Linked DNA regions of Mus musculus: regions 1 and 3 are each linked to region 2. The links are chromatin contacts, called in public Hi-C maps. All regions are on one chromosome and are shown on one strand. The core of a region is the stretch at or near the end of the contact, and the rest is flanking DNA. Distances in the headings are between cores, read along the strand shown. Region 1 overlaps Ptprr (protein tyrosine phosphatase, receptor type, R). Region 2 holds the start of Ptprr (protein tyrosine phosphatase, receptor type, R). Region 3 overlaps Ptprr (protein tyrosine phosphatase, receptor type, R).

Evidence for each region. A called contact is a pair of places that touch in the nucleus more often than the background predicts.
Region 1: a Hi-C map of the N1E-115 cell line shows a contact between it and region 2, with 2.5 times the contacts expected there. The contact joins the enhancer-like site here to the promoter of Ptprr in region 2. A contact is called at or near these places in 1 of 39 promoter capture datasets (the 3T3-L1 cell line), 7 of 484 Hi-C or Micro-C datasets (the N1E-115 cell line, cerebellar granule neurons, cerebral cortex and 3 more) and 2 of 9 other capture datasets (adipose tissue and pancreatic islet).
Region 3: a Hi-C map of cerebellum shows a contact between it and region 2, with 2.1 times the contacts expected there. The contact joins the enhancer-like site here to the promoter of Ptprr in region 2. A contact is called at or near these places in 2 of 39 promoter capture datasets (hippocampal neurons and macrophages), 7 of 484 Hi-C or Micro-C datasets (the N1E-115 cell line, cerebellar granule neurons, cerebellum and 3 more) and 2 of 9 other capture datasets (liver and pancreatic islet).

Annotation. Positions count from the first base shown.
Region 1 is chr10:116,060,325-116,063,862 of GRCm38.p6, forward strand. All of the region lies in intron 2 of Ptprr (protein tyrosine phosphatase, receptor type, R), which reads left to right. Among named protein-coding and RNA genes, the nearest start is that of Ptprr, 44 kb to the left of the region's middle. Within about 2 kb of position 1,912, at least 5 of the 459 cell types and tissues checked have an H3K27ac peak or open chromatin away from gene starts, as enhancers often do. A contact at or near this core is called in the N1E-115 cell line, where this site is marked.
Region 2 is chr10:116,016,872-116,020,596 of GRCm38.p6, forward strand. It overlaps Ptprr (protein tyrosine phosphatase, receptor type, R), which reads left to right and starts at 1,492. Exons shown (of 14, transcript NM_011217.2): 1 at 1,492-1,941. The coding sequence starts at 1,884.
Region 3 is chr10:116,078,784-116,082,432 of GRCm38.p6, forward strand. All of the region lies in intron 2 of Ptprr (protein tyrosine phosphatase, receptor type, R), which reads left to right. Among named protein-coding and RNA genes, the nearest start is that of Taf7l2, 33 kb to the right of the region's middle. Within about 2 kb of position 2,273, at least 1 of the 459 cell types and tissues checked has an H3K27ac peak or open chromatin away from gene starts, as enhancers often do. A contact at or near this core is called in cerebellum, where this site is marked.

The sequences.
Region 1 (3,538 bases), core at 662-3,161, 44 kb after region 2:
GCTGAATATACCCACTGGGTCAGAATAACATATTAAAATATGCCTTACTTTTGTCATTTATGACTGTCTTTCCATAAAAAAGAGATTGATAGGAATCTTAAACTTTAGATATTTTCCACATTTGTGGTTTTCAAAAGAGGAAAGTCCAATTCACTCAGTGTTTATATCCTTGTTGTTTCTTTCCTTATATAGCTTCCATAATTGGATCTCTTAAAATCAGAAAAAGAAGAATGCAAGCTGACTCCATACCTTTTGATCTAGCCTACATTTCACAAGTTAGTCTTTGAATGGCTACAATGAGACACAAAGAACAACTTCAAAGACAGAAAGAAGGAAGGGACAAAGATCCCTCTTTGAGGGATAGGTCAGATGTTCATGGGGAAAATTCCATGATTACAAAATGCACTCTGGAGAAAGCATTACAGAACCAGCTGATGGGAATTTCACAACTCTGGCCTTATACATCAACATAGTATGAGTGGAGATTCCTGGACTTCATTATTAGAGATAAGCAAACAATTGTCCAGAATAGATTAGGGTTCTGTGTATGTTTGAGTATCTCTAGCTCAACAAATCCTCTAACCTAGAGAACATGCACTATCCAATAATTCTTTTTTTTTGTCATGAAAACATGCCAACTGGTATTAGTGTTTTCTCTCAGAATAAGATCAGTGTGTGTGTGTGTGTGTGTGTGTGTGTGTGTGTGTGCACATGTGTGTGTGTATGTGTGTGTATATGTTTGTGTATGTGTGTGTGTGTGTGTTAAACCATTTGCTTGAGCTCTTTCTTTTTTTAAAGATGCTCTACATTTTTAAAAAACTGAGTAGTAGACAGGGACTAGCACAATCTAAACTGAATGAATGAGCTGCCAAGCAACGTTCTGGATTTAAGATTTAAAATAAAAAAAAAACCAGCAACCATTATTTATGGGCAAATGAATAAAAAAAATCTGTTATGTGCAACAAGGGATATTACCATCAATGTCTTAAGTATAACGTTTATAAAATCAGAATAAAATAAAATCTGTAGCTATCTAAATGATGCTAACAGACAAGTAAAAGGAGATGATAGATTTCCTGTGAGTAGTGTATCAAATAAATCATGGAGCCTGAAGAAGAATTAGTTCTATCCACAACAGGATTGCAAAGGTTTGAATGGAGAGCCAAACCATGCTCCTCGAAAGACTTGCTCATTCAAAATGATCCTGAATGCCTTGTGCATTGAAGTTTGGAAAATACACTTCAGAGAAACCATAGCAAACACGATAAGATCACTGGAGATGTGTTCCCTGAAGAGTGACGGGGAAACAGACAAGCAATACAATGCAAATGAATGATTATGAAAATTCTCACCTAGAGCCAGGAAGAGAACAGGACAGCGGTATGATGGGGGAGCGCGCTGGGGATTGTATGATGTTGGGTACTGAGAGTTCCTGTTGGCTAATCAAGGGTGCTTAGGGATTGAATCCATGTGCAGCCACTCAGCAGAGACCACGCATAGAAGGCTCGCTTTGGAGCCAGCAGAACTCTTAGAATCCCAAATCTGCCCTCACTAATTACATTTACTTCCGTGACCTACTTACTTAACATCTCTTATTTTAGTTTCTCTCTTTGTACAGAGAAAATGAGATGGGGGGAGGTGCTACTAACCATGGTCATCCTGTTGAATCCTTCAGCACGGCACCTAACGTTTAGTGAAATCCTTATGAAAACTCGCTGCTCTCATTAATATTTTAGGCCTCAGTGGAAAATAGATCTTTCTGATCTCAATACCAAGAACACTTGTATCTGTCCTGAGCCACTGGTTGCCTTAAATGTATGTCTTTTAGATGCCAAGAATCCTGTTTTGTTCTTTCTCTCGACTGTTGAGAAGCTGAGAGCCAAATCTGTGGTCAACCTCTAACAAACATTGAGTGCCTGATTTATTCTACGAACTAACCTCATTCCTGGCTGGTTGTTTTCTTTTCTCCAATCGTTTTACTTCTAATTCAATTTCCTCATTTCCTGACTTTCTATTCAATTTCATTTTGTATCACATATGCCTTTATAAACTGCTATGAGTCATCTGTAACATGTTCTGTCTAAACAAAGGTTACTACAACAAAATAGCCACCAGCATCAACAAATGGAAGGTGACTGCCACACAGCAAAGAAACGTTCACCAGGAGAACTTGTTTACTCATTGGAGACAAAAGAAAGGAAGAGAGAGAGACAGAGAGAGAGAGTAGCTGATCAGACACAAATTACATAGATAATGATTTATTCAGTTTGTGGCTCAGCAGACTACAACTTCAACCCAGCTCTTAAGCCATGATGGATCTTCATGAACAATGTAAACTACTTGAGACAGTGGGAACAGACTAAATTTAAAACAGATGCAGAGCTCACATGCGTACTTTGTCACAGATTATCTTTGGGAAAGAGGACAATAAATGTACCTTTCTGAATCTCTGTTTCTTCCTTTTTAGTGAGAATTACACACTCTAGCCTGGGTGCCTAACTTGGGTCTTTCTGGGATCAGTGTATTCTATAATACACAAGACACTGTGATGATGTCAGCTATTACAGCTGTGATGGCGATGATGGTGCAGGCAGTGATGGTGGTGGTGGTGGTGGTAGTGATGATGGTGATGGTGATGGTGATGATAAACCTGTGATCCTAACGCTGTGGTCCTTTAACATAGTTTCTCACGTTATGGTGACCCCCAACTAGAAAATGTGTTTCATTTCTGCTTTATAGCTGTAGTTTTGCTACCGTTATGAATTGTTTGCCTTGGAAATGCATCTTTGCCTTGCTGTTCAGATCTATAAGGTACCCTGTACACTATAGTTCAAGCAAACCACATCCTAAGATTTGCTGTGTATCACACGGCTCACGTAGCTACATGTGGTAGCCTAACCAAAAACCAACCCATATACATTTCTGATTTCCTCCATCTCCCATTTCCATACAACAAACTGGGTTTGTTGATCCAGTTGACATTACATTTTCTCCAGGGCTGGACACCTATCTCTACATTCATTTTTGTCTTTGACTTCAGATATCACGACCAACTGCTGGCAGCTTGTCATGTTGCCATGAGCGATCCTCTCATGAAATATCTACCTTCTACTCTTAGCTCCTGAAAACCAAGACAACCTTTTCATCAGCCAGAATGCGCTAATACTTGCCATATGTTTGCATTCTGTTACTTGCTTCCTGCCCCTGTCTCTCTTTTCACCGGAAATTTCATGAAGTAAAATAGCACCGTGACTGAACTCACAGCAGCTAAGATAGCCATTGGTTAAAAGGAAGACCTGGGAAGGAAGGTGTTAGCAATCCAAGTCACAGTAGCTCTCAAAGCTCTTAGGGGAGATAAGACTTGACGTAGAACCTAGGGAACTGATGCTTAGCTTGGTACTGGCATAGGGACGGAAAGCTTCCACATGTCCATCAAATGTCTCCCAAAGAATATGTAGTTTGGAGGTTGTTGTTTTAAAAACTGAGCCATACTCAGTAACTTCCTTTCTTTAGTAGTTCACAGATATATGTTGATAGA
Region 2 (3,725 bases), core at 242-2,741:
ATGCAGGAAGAAAGCACTCAATGAGCCTCGCAGTTCAATTCAATGAGCACTTATTACTACCTCGTATTTGGCCAGCACGATTTTATTCAATTTAAGTTAATGCAAAATTTAGAGCTTCTCAAAGAGCCTGCAGTTGGCGAAATGTGTGTCACAGATAAACGAACCGTTTGAGAGAGAGAGAGGAAAAAAAAAATATATATATATATATATATATATATATATATATATATATGTGTGTGTGTGTGTGTGTGTGTGTGTGTGTGTGTGTGGCGGTGTTCAAAAAGCGGGGAAGAGGAAGGACATTATAATGTCAGGTTAGCCCAAAGCTTCTTAAGAAAAAAACAAATTTAGACCTTTGTAAGCAACTGGGTGGGCAGTGGTCTGAGTGAGGTCCATTGCCGAAGAGGCAGAAGGGAAACCTGCGAATAGAAGCAGAAGATGAACAGTCTTGAAGGGAGCTTGGCTGAGGGACATTTGGCCTTAGAGTAATTAGTCACTAGAATGGTAAGGATCTTCATCCTACCAACTTAGGTAAAGGAACTAAAAGTGCATATATTTGCACACTGTGCGAGCCTCGTTAAAGGTACAGGATTGGAGCGGAGAAGTCGAGTTAAGTTGATAAGGCTTGAGTGGCTCAGCTGTGAAAAGCTCTCCTTACTTTCCCAGAAGACCCGGGTCTTATTCCTGCGACCGCGTGGCAGTTCGCAACCATCCATAAATCCAATCCTAGCCTTTTAACAACCTCATTTGACCTCTGAGGGCAATGACACACAGGCGTGGTGGACAGACAGGCATGCAAGCAAAATACCCCAATACATTATTTTTTAAATTAATGATAAAATCTTAGGTAATTATTTCCATAAAACACCAAAGACCGTTCCTTTCCTTCGTATTACACGGGTGTACTTCCCTACCCTGTAAGTATGACCTCCCTGTTTTCAAGCACTCCAGTCAAAGACTTGAGGCTTGAATTTAGTGGAAGTACAAAGATTGGAAGAAAGAAGCCTGGGGTGAGCTCATTGGCAAGAAGGGGGCGCTCTCGGAATATCCCGTTTGCTTAAACACAGCAGGCTGTAAGTGGGAACATTTGCCCAACCAGGCCAGAACTCGCTGCTTGCCTATGCTTCACTAGGGTGGGGACATACTGGGAAACTGGTCAGCCTGCAAGCATTTAGTTGCCACAGTGAGCTGAGTCCACGCGTGATTCAAAAATGTGAGGAAGGAACCAGATGAGTGGCCCCCTCCACTTCCCTCCTTGGGTTTCTGTGGTCCTGGCCCCGCCTCTTCCCTCCCCACTCAACTCCTCCCCCCGCCCAGATTTAGGAGGAACTCTAGGACCTCAGATTTAGGAGGTCCCTAAAGCTAGCCTCCAGCCCCTCCTCCCCCTCCTCCTCCTCGTGGAGCTTGTTCCCCTCGCAGTCTCAGCTAAGACCCGGAGAGGTGGAATTTCGATTTGAAACTCCCTAGCCAGGGCCGGAGCTGGGCATGCTCAGTGCCTCGGTGTGTCTCGGCTGCTGCTAGCTGCACAGGCAGCAGAGGCGCTGCCTGGCTCGGAGGCTGGCACTAGAGTCCACCCCACTGTCACCACCGGCTGCGGGCTTCCAGAAGGCCAAACTCTCACCTCTTCTGAGCGTCTTGCCCCCATCAGCCTCGAGTCCCCATCTCCCGCAGCATCCTACTCTCGTATCTCCCCATCCCTTGCGGAGAGGAAGCAGGTGCTCGGTTCTGTAGGCACGCCACAGACTGCTCTGTGTACCCCAGCGGAGGACCCTGTCATCGGATGCCCGGGATCAAAGGACTCTTGGCAGTGGTTCTCTCAAATAGCACTTAGCCTAGAGTGGGGTTGCGGCGGAGTTTCTCCTCTGACCCTCAATGCACACACTATGAGGAGAGCGGTCGGCTTCCCTGCGCTGTGCCTGCTTCTTAATCTTCATGCTGCAGGTAAGGGCTTGCGGGGTTCAGAGCTGAAGCTAAGGAGAAGATGGGAAACAGCACACGCTAGAGGACTCCAGGGAAAGCTTGCCTGGCAGAGAAAGATTTGGGATAATGTCTGAGGGGTGAGAGAGTGCACCTGTTGGAAGGCTAGGGCTGAAAACTTAGGCTAAATTCAGCTCTCCCTTCTTTATCTTGCATGGCGAAGAGTGAACAGTTTTTAATGTGAATATAGATTTGGTCCCCCCTCCATTGAGCTTTCCTGCTTGTGCTTCTAGGCTTTGCGCTTGGTTGCACATTTTACAGGGAAAAAGAGATGAGACACCCTGCTGGATGAAGCCCTTCCTACTGCAGCGGCTACATCCATAAGATCTCCCAGTGTAGCGAGCGCTCACGGGGATGCCCTGTCTGTAACCTGACGGTCTGCATCTCCGCCCCTAAGAGCCAAATGCTCGGTTTATTCATCATGCTGCTCTAGGCTGCTTTGGCCCCTGCTCTTGTCATTCGGGTTTTCTGAACCAATAAGAGGAAGGAAAGGTTTCAAACCGGAGGCTCCTCTCTATTTCAGCACCACGGTCAGTATCCGCAGTCAGTAAAGAAAAACCCAACCACGCTGACAAGCCTGGGGGTTTTTTATCACTGTGTCCCCAGGATAGATTGGATGGGAGGCAGCGAGAGTGTAAACACATAAAAATAGATTGGACACAAGAATCACTGTGTAGTTCTAGGGATGCACAGCTGATAAAGTGCCTAGGAATTTTATATTCGGTGTCACCTGGCTCCTCTAACCCTGTGGACAGGCTCACTGGACTGCACCCTAGGTGATTTTCACACACGGGAACCAAAATAAAACATGGCAGAGAGATTTCAGGAACCCTGCCGAGACCGCAGTTGTCCATGCAGTGATCCTGTAGCAAGCACAGACCTTTTCTTTGAGTTTCTTTCACACGCATTCATTTCTCTAAGTACACCGAGTGGGAGTGTATTATGCTACTGTGAACACACACACACACACACACACACACACACACACACACACCTACAATCCTTGTTATAGTGCTCCAAAAGACTGAGTGTTTTTTTTTTCATGTATGCAATGATGGGAGTGAGATGTAGTACTTTTTTTGTCCCAGCAATTGCTATTTAAATGCATTGTGAATTTAGAAACAAACAATGTATAGGAACAATAAGGCTATAATTAAGGATGTGTGTTAATTATCATAGATACAATATTACATTGTGGGGTGTTCAGTGGTTCTCTGGTATCTTGAAAAACCAGTGGGAGAAAAAGCTATGATTTGGTCATTAAATTATTTGCAAACATTTCATTGCCACATGTAATTATTTAACGTTAAAATATATGATGATGAAAACATGAACACTGTTATTGTTTTACATCCAATACTGTTTAATGGTACAACTGAAAAAATAGCCATTGCCAAAAAAAAAGTTTTCATTGCTATCCAGTTAAGTAATTAATTATCTGATAAAATACATCAGTGAAGTTATTCTTGAAAATTATGTATAAACAAATGTTAGGGATTGTAATTAATGCATACTAAGTAGTTATAAGCTTGAAATTATAAATAGACTTCATATTAAGCATGCAGAAAACATTTCTAATTTATTATGGATGAACCCTGGGGATAAGGGAAATAGAGAGCATTTTCTCATCAGAGGTGAAACCTGGAAGTCTGCATCCCTCGATGAAGTCTGCATCCCTCGATGATGTCTGGAGGTTTGCCAAAGTGTGTATTACAAAAGTCAAAGCAAATCTATAATCTGCACTTTGC
Region 3 (3,649 bases), core at 1,023-3,522, 63 kb after region 2:
TACAGGCATGTCATCAGGCAAGTGGCCAAGGCGCTATTGACTCAAGCCTGAAAGTCGATGCTCTGGAGTCAAATCTATTTATCTGTTCTTCTTTTCCTTGTTTAGATGTGTAAGCAGAGTGTCCAGTGGCTAAGGGTCAGAATCCATGGCTGCACGGCTTATGTTTGAGTTTTGATTGTCTAGTCTCTCCCTGTGATAGCAGGAGCATGTGTGGCATCTAATCACTGTCTCGGCGGTGAGTCTGACAACTACAACAGGGCTTTTCTCATAGGGTGAGCATGAGGGTCGAGGGAGCTAATATATGAAAAATATTAGCATGGTAATTGCAGCTATGGCACAGATAATTATTACTCTCATTATTAATAATCTCTGCTGTGTTCCTGTGCCCTCCTACAGGATGAAGGTCGTAACACTCACCCCAGAGAGTTGCAGAAAAGAATAAATAGAAAAAGCCTTTAGCACCCAAACGGTTGTCATGACCATTATCGGGTACATGCAGGGAAAACTACAATAATTTATCATGATGACAGAACTTCTTCGGGATGCCTCAAAATGCCACCCGTTTATCACAGAGTACATATACAACGACCAGCATCCAGCTGTAGCCCTACCCTGCATTTCATATGTTGCACACACACAAAAAAAAAGTCACAAAACTAAAGATGGCGCAGTAGGAGGAAATGTAAAATTCTAAATTCCATCTGTGCTTTGCGTCACAGGGCACATCCTTAAACGCCATCTCTTCCCTCCCTGCATTCTGTGCTCAGAGTGCTGCTTCTGTATTCTCATGCGCTCCTGCCTCCTCTGGGGCTGATTTACACCTCAAAGAATCCCGAGCCTTAACTTCAGTGCAGAATCCCTGAGAGGCAGCCCTGTTGCCACTTGCTGAGTACCCAGTACTTAGAATAACACTGTGCTAGCAATGAAGACGTTTGCTTATGGTCACAGGTAATGATGCCACTTTTTAATATGCTTTTAATAGCGCTGGGGATTGAGCCCAAGGCCCCATGCATGCTAGGCAAGCACTCTTCTCAACCAAGAGGCATCCCCAGCCTTAATACACTTCCAATGCCCGTTTTCTCCCATGTACTTTTACTTTGGTAATCTTTCTTCGTGATCCTGTTCCTCACAGATCATCTATAGGATGCTGAGTTCATATTGCTTCTTTTTTTTTTAGCTTTTGCTGAATGAATAATTTAGGTGATTGGTTTGTCCTATGTCTGGCTACTCATTTTGATGCTTGATTAATTTTTCAAGCCCCTTACTGGGTCCTACCCCTCCCATTTTCCAAGGGTCTTTGGACTGGGGCTGGAAGAATTTTTAGGGCATCCAGTCAGACTATGTGACTTCCACCTCCTGGCACACCCTTCCTCTCTATTCTTCTCATCAGGCTTCACACATACGCGGCTTGTCCACCTTTGAATACATTTTATTTTTCTAACCCAGGGCTTAGTACAACAACAGGTTTTGAAGCATTCTCAGTACAAGAACACTGAAAATTGGCAACCAGAAGCAAAATACATGAAAAACCGATGTGGATGAAGTGAACAGATTGAAATTTTAGTTAGTATACTGAAGTATTCATTTCTCTCCATTAGCTTTCTTGTCCTCTGTCTTAGTTGGGGTTTTACTGCCTTGAGCAGACACCATAACCAATACAAGTCTTATAAAGGGCAGCATTTAGTTGGGGCTGACTTACAGGTTCAGAGGTTCAGGCTGTTATCATCCAGGTGGGAGCAGGGCAGCATCCAGGCAGGCATGGTACAGCCAGGGCTGAGAGTTCTACATCTTCATCTGAAGGCTGCTACCAGAATACTGACTTCCAGGCAGCTAGGATAAGGGTCTTAAAGCCCACACCCACAGTGACACATCTACTACAACAGGACCACATCTCCTAATAGTGCCACTCCCTGGGGCCAAGCATATATCAACCATCCTCTATTCTGCACATAACTATTAAACTGATTTTATTAACCTCTAGAAGTACTTTCTAACGTGTTTTTAATTTATTCTTTGAGAGATTCATATAAGTCTACAATATATTATGATTTTTATCTCCATTCCGTCTCCACTCCTAACATTTTATCTTTTCTCCTTTCAACTGTGTGTGTGTGTGTGTATGTGTGTGTGTGTGTGTGTGTGTGTCCAGTTGGCACTACTGTTATCCATGTGGGCATAGGGCACATGGTCAACCTACTGGCAGCCATAGTCTCACTCCAAAATGAGCGCCTCTCCCCCAGACACCCGTCCATTTCCAGCAGCTCCTTGGCTAGGAGACAGACTTTGTGAGCTCCTTCCTGACCGCATGCTGAAATTTTGACAGATTGGCTCTGTGCAGGTCATATGCAGGTCGCCGCAGCTCTTATGAGTTCATTGCTGCAATAACCATGTTATGTCCAGAAGACAGTATTTCAGGCAGCTCCTCCCCATCCTCTGGGTCTTACATTCTTTATTCCCCCCTCTTCAGCTTGGCCCACAGTGTGGAATTCATGCCTCGCACCGTTAGCATGGTCTAAGCCCATAGCTTGGGAAATGATAAGTCATTGGGGGAATGGACAATTTATGTCAACACCACCTGCTAGACTAAGGAAACATGATCGGTGCCCGTCTTTATACTTCAACATCCCTGGTATAAAGATGCATTTCAAAAATTAAAACGAATGTTCTTTATAATCATAATATAAGCATGTTTGGGCATTTCAAGGAAACAGAAAATAGTGGGTCATTTTATAATTGGGGTGTCTTTACCACACAAAATATTAACATCAGGTAATATTAATATTAAACAATATTAGAGAGTATTGTTAGCTAGCTCCCCCCCCAGTAATTTATACATATTAAGTTTTCAGTCTTTAAAAAAAAACAAAAAAAGTGGGTTCACATAGTGTCTCTCTTAGATTTAGGATGCAAAGGAAATGGACTAGGGAGACACCTCAGTCTATAAAGTGCCTGCCGCACAAGCATATGGACCTGAGTGTGAACCCCCCCAGCATCCAAGTGAAAGCCAGACAAGGTACTCTGCACCTGTAATCAAGGTGCTGAAGGGACAGGGATAGGTAGCTCCCTGGGGACTGGCAGGCCAGCCAATCTAGCTCAAACAGTGAGCTAAAGATCCAAGGTGAGGATCAACTGAGGAAGACACCCAACATTAACCCCTTGCCTCCACATATATGTGCACACACTGTGTACATGAAGCCTACACACATGTGCATGTGCACAGAGATGCATAGAAGCAGAGAAAGAAGAGTTGGCAAATGGATTAACCTCACAGTTAAACATATTGTCTGGTGCTTAGCGTCCATTAAGTGAGGAGACAGAGAGAGAGACTCAGACTGCTTCCAAGGCTGCACTGTTTGTACTAACACAGCTTTGGCTTTCTGCACATGACTTTAGACCCATCTCCTGTGTGCCCCACCTAGTTTGTCATGTAGATTTCCTCATCTTCTTCTACCTCACTGCAACACCCATCTTCATTCTCACTAGTACTTGTGTCTCTGGATGTTTTATCAGAAGTTCTTTGCTACAATCAAGATAAAGCAATTCAAATGTAATCTCTGGAACCAGGAAATAATTGGGTTCAAATCCTGCCTTAGCCTTTAGTCAATCCTTCCATCTTAGACAAATTACCCAGGTTGACTTCCTTTCTTTT